Regions from separate parts of the Zea mays genome. Here region 1 is linked to region 2. A link is a contact called in public Hi-C data. All regions are on one chromosome and are shown on one strand. Each heading gives the region's core, a stretch centred on a gene start, on an enhancer-like site or on the middle of the called end of the contact. The rest is flanking DNA. Distances are from core to core; before and after follow the strand shown.

Evidence for each region. Hi-C and Micro-C count contacts between places; a contact is called where the count stands out from the background.
Region 1: a contact with region 2 is called in a Hi-C map of ear, with 6 times the contacts expected there. The contact joins two enhancer-like sites. A contact is called at or near these places in 6 of 25 Hi-C or Micro-C datasets (ear, endosperm, leaf and 2 more).

What each region holds. Positions count from the first base shown.
Region 1 is chr4:135,151,028-135,153,727 of Zm-B73-REFERENCE-NAM-5.0, reverse strand. No RefSeq gene overlaps it. Among protein-coding and RNA genes, the nearest start is that of LOC103635466, 16 kb to the right of the region's middle. Within about 2 kb of position 1,382, at least 4 of the 20 cell types and tissues checked have an H3K27ac peak or open chromatin away from gene starts, as enhancers often do. A contact at or near this core is called in ear and tassel, where this site is marked.
Region 2 is chr4:135,011,520-135,014,219 of Zm-B73-REFERENCE-NAM-5.0, reverse strand. No RefSeq gene overlaps it. Among protein-coding and RNA genes, the nearest start is that of LOC100273702, 7.6 kb to the right of the region's middle. Within about 2 kb of position 1,384, at least 20 of the 20 cell types and tissues checked have an H3K27ac peak or open chromatin away from gene starts, as enhancers often do. A contact at or near this core is called in ear and tassel, where this site is marked.

The DNA of each region.
Region 1 (2,700 bases), core at 133-2,632, 140 kb before region 2:
TTTTGCTCGCATCGCTAGCAGCAAAAATCCCCCGCCATGATTCGAGGCATCAAATTCCGCTGCTGCATGAGCAGGGCAGGGCTTCTGTAGACTAAAGTTTAGCCCGGGTCACATCAAGCGTTTGACTTTCAAATATGAGTATGAAATATAGACCCAACCAACTGTACTAGATTCGTCTCACTTTTTAATCTTCGGCTGAGAAATTAGTTTTATAATCCGACTACATTTAATACTCCGAACGGAGGTTCAAACATTCGATGTGATAGGGGCTAAATTTTAGCAGGGGCAAACCAAACACCCCTAATAGGGGAGCTGAGGGAGTCGCATTGGCTGTCCCCGGCTTCAATGCCCGATCCTCTATGCACCTGCAGTGCAGCTAGCTGCACGACGCCTCGCCGGCGCGGAGGCACGCCGGCCGGCACGGGAGGGCGTGTGCACGTCGTCGGGGCGGACGTGCGCCGCGTGCGCCCCGGATCTCCGGTGGACATCTGCATGCAGTCCTGCTGCCCGCCCGCCGCGCGCGGAAGAGAGCGTACGTACGTGCGGGGTCCCGGGCGTCCCCCGGCGAGGAAGCTGCCGTTGCGCAACTGTAGCGGCGTGGCGCGCATGAAACGGCGCGCACTGCCCGTGCCGCCACGCGCTGCGTCGCGTCGCATCGCATCGCATGCGCGGCTGCGCGCGGCAGGCAGGAAGGGATCATCGCTGTCACAGGCAATAGGCTTTGCAGGGTGCAGCAGGGCAGGAGGCCGACGGAAGCATCGCTGCGGCTTTACCTGCTGTTCCATCCGTCCCGTTGATGGCCATCTGTCCGTGTTGTTACGACATGGGAACGGGTAGAAAACGTAGTACTACACAGTACCACTAGTGCATGGAGATGGAGCCATGCACTCATGAAAAAACATGCTGTAGCAGTGTCGCTACCGCGGTCTACAGTGCCGTGTCTACCCATGGAAGTCGGGGTGCAGCAGCAGGGGCCTTCATGCACGTCTCGCTCCTCTCTCTATGTCTCCCTCTCTATCAACCTTTTCACCGACAAAGCCTTAACTTCCCACAGAACTGACCTTACCCTTCACATCGATACGCAGCCGCCGCCGCCGAGAGAGAGAGACGGGAGACGCACGCAGCATGCAGCAAGGGAATGGCAAGGGAGAGCCTGCCTGCCTGCCTGTCCCAGTCCCATCAGTGTCCGTCTCCGTTCCCGAAAGCATTTCTCCCCTCGGTTCTCTGTAAGTAATCCGGCCGGCCATTGGCACCGGCAGGCGGCAGCGGATTCGGCCGCCGGCCTCTTTTCCGCGGAGCACCAACTCCGTAGTCCGCGCCGTAGCCCGCAGGGGACAAGAGATTTATCGCCCCACAGGCCACAGCCCTTCGCACGCACGCAGCACGCTCCCTGTAGCCGTGCTCGTGCACGCGCGCGCGGAGAGAATGTGGATGTGAGATGGACGCGCCCGCGCCCGGATCGAGGCATATATGCACGTACCATCGCGTTTCTGCCTTTCCGGCTGCACTGCCACTGGGGCTGTGGTCTTTTTCGTTTCTCCTACTCGCTCCTTCTCAAAAGATTAACCATTTTTTATTCTACACCCACAATTAATAAGACAAATGCTCTCTTAAAAAAACATGCGTACATTAAAATAGAATTTTTATAGAGAGAATTGAATATATTTATTGGTCTTTAAACCAAAGTTGGTTATATGTATTTTTAAATGATATATGGCAGACAACATTAATTTATAAGTATAAGGACACCTTTAGAACACAGGATTCTCAAGATGAAGGAATAGAAATAACTCAGGATTAGGATGTGTCCATGGCCTTAGAATCCTACAGGAATTTGTAACAACACAGGAAAGTCATAAAACGTGTGCTCGAATCATGCGCTGGAAAAAAAACGTAGGAATGCAAGATGCAAAGGGGGAAAAATGAGGTTAGACCAGGGTTTACAAAACCAACCGGTGGGGAGGTAAAAACCGCCCCCCACCGGTAACGGTTTACCGCCGGTAAACCGGTACAAACCGGTAAAAACCGACCGGTTTGGCCAAATCAAATCAGTTTGAATTCGAATTGGTTTACCGGCGAAAAACCGGTAGAAACCGGCGGTTAACCGTGAAATAAACTGGTTTTTTACCGTTTTTAGCAGAAAAAAATGAAAATTTTGGCAGGGTTTATTTGTAGTTTTCTCAATTCACATTGTACAGTAAATATTAATTGATCCACACAACATGAGTTCATCAAAATAACATACAACATACATATGCAACCACAAACTCCAGTTCTCATGCAATAAACAACCATCGAACTTCGCAATACTCAAATACAAGTTCTTTTACATCTCTCCAACGAGGCAACGACACATAGGTCGACTTATTTCACAATACTCACATGTTCAGCTCGAGTCATAGTGATAGTACTCAGGCATGTTGGAAGGGTCGTGATATTGATCCAATCCGTCATACTGATAGTGATAGGCCTATACAAAAGATATGAGATACATTAGTGAGGAAACAAGAACGACAATTAAATACTTATCCACAAAACAAAATAACATACCGGTGCAGCGGGAACTTGTCCATACCCATATTGTGGTCCTGGTGGATACATATTTGATAAATTTGAATATGGTGGTGGAGGAGGTCCATAGTTTCCATACCCATACATGATCGATGGTGGTGCTTCGCCTGATGGTGGTGGGGGTCCATA
Region 2 (2,700 bases), core at 135-2,634:
AATTTGGATCCAACCCACTAAATTTTACTCTCCGGGTATTTAGATGCTAGTTAGAAATATTATATACAGTGTAGTTACAAAAAATAATTACATATATTAGAACTAATGTAGACATTTGCTACATGATTCGCCTATGCGATGGTGTCTTAGACATTTGCTAATCATAAATTAATTAGGTTTAATAAATTTGTCTTGTTGTTTAGTCTTTATATGTGCAATTAGTTATGTAATAGTATATATTTATATTTCGATAAAATGACTTATTTCATATCAACTAAAAGTCTACAAAAAAGTTGACGTGGTATCAAGTTGGTTGTAGGCTAATACTAGTAAAGATTGTGCACTAAAACACTCAAGTAGATGAGAGCTGACGATAGTCTATAACATGATCGATAGTTTGGTTGATAGCTAATATGGCGGCAAATACAAGTCCATAAGATTAGATTCAACTTAAATAATTGACTTAAAAAAGTTGAGTGCTTGATACTTGATTTTATAGAGTACGGGTTAAGTAGACATAGAGGCAAAACACTCGAGAATTATGTAGATTTTTTCCCTTGATATTTTTATGCATAATAAATAACACTAGATAAAATAGACTGAAAAAGTATTAATAATGATTTTTTATATAAATCTAGTTGAATTTAGTATTGTTTGACTTGCACCGCCTTTCGATGTAAGAAGAATGCAATTCTCATTGTTTGAGGAGTTAAACAATTCAAAGTTCAACCAAAATTATTTAATCTTTTTATACTAGAGTAAGCTCTACTAAATTAGTTATGAAATGATATTTTTTTTCGTAATAAATTTAGTTGGAAATATAAATTTTGATTTTACGGCACTTTTAAAAGTAGTGCATTTGGTTTTTGCCACTTTCTTCAATTTTTCTCGTTATGAAGTCAGCTAAACTAGTTTGACTCATACGGTGGATGATATAGTCGTTATTATATTGTTTTGTCATCCGAGGGAGTACTTGTTGCTAGTAAAGCGCACCAAAACTTTTGTTGTGTCAGTCGTGCATACACTACACAATCTCCAGGCTGGTACCACTACGAGGCTACCGACCGGAGGACCTGCATTCCCCTGGTTGCTGGTCCCTCCGCAGTCCGCACGCCTGCTCCGTACGTGAAGGCGGACGGCCGGACCGGGGAGCAAACCATCCTGAAAAGGCTGGGCGCGCTGTTGGGCCACAACAAGACGCGCCATGCGCCCGCTCTCTCGCCGCAACCCGCGAGCCGGCGGCAGCAGATGCTGGCAGTGGCAGGCCAACGTGTACAACGCGCGCCCCGGGCCCCGCTCGACGAACTACGCCAGCAGCAGGCCGCAGCGGATCCCCGACCGCAGATCCCGTCGGATCAGGGAACCTCAACCGGGTGACGCGCGGCGAGCAGCAGCGGGGCCGCGCCACCGGATCACGTGCGCTGGTACAGCGGCAGCACGCCTGCGCTGCGCTAGTCTGCGTCTGCGTCTGCGTCTGCGTCTGCGTCTGCGAAGCGAATTCGACAGGGGAAGGCGGGAGCGGAGGGAGCGCGCGTGATCCGGGCGACCTGACCGCGCAGATCTTCCTGCGTCGGTCGACGACGCCGACGCGGCGCGCACACCGCGCAGGCAGACAGACGTGACCGCCTTCACGTCCGTGTCCACCTCCACACCCCCTTCTGTGTGCGTGGCCTGTGGCTGCCTATTCCTGTCCGCCGCTGTCCACGCCCTGCCTCCCGGCCGGCCCCTCACCTCGCGTCGCCGGCCGGACGGACGGACGGACTCACCGAAACAATTCAAGTCGCATGCAGAGCAGCAGCAGCAGCAGAAAGGCGCGATCCCCGCGGCCCGCTTCAATGCATCATGCCATCGTGTCCGTGGCGTATGGCGAGTACAGAAGAAAAAAAGGGGGCTTCGGCTGCGGCCTGCGAGACCCATAGTCCGGATCCATGAGCTCATTCAGGACGGACCGGCGTACTCGTAGCCGTAGGCAACTTGATTTTTCGTAGCTCACGCGGGATTTCGGATTTTTTTTTCCCCCTCTCTAAGAAATCCCCCCGACGACGATGGAATGAGTGCATGGAAGGCGCAGATGATCAGGGTCGCTCCATGCGCGACCCTAACGAGACAGTGAGACTTGTATCTGCGGAGTACTACCCCTGTTTTACAGAACGGAAAAAATATTTTTGGTTTTCCGACGAGTCAAGCAATTTTAAATTCGGTCAATATCTTCATAAATCGTGTACTGCCATTTATGATACGAATATGGGAGTGTTTAAATACACTAAAGATAATAGTTAGCTAGCTAAAATATTCTAGTGAAATTAACTAGCTAACAAATAGCTAGCTAACCATTAGTTAATTTTCTAAAACTAGCTGAACTATTAGCCAGACTGAATGGACGTCTTCAACTATTTTTTTGTTTTCCGACGAGTCAAGCTATTTTAAAATCGGGCAAAATCTTCATAAATCGTGTACTAATATGGGAGTGTTGGAATGCACTTAAACTAAAAGTTAGTTAGCTAAAAAAATTTATAGTGAAATTAACTAGTTAACAAGTAGCTAGCTAACTATTAAATAATTTACTAAAAGTAGCTAATGCTGAACTATTAGCGAGACTAAATGGACGTCTTCAACTAATTTTAATAGCTATCTATTAACTACTCTAGTGCATTCAAACACCCCTGCATATTATCGAACCGCTTAAAAATATATATTTTT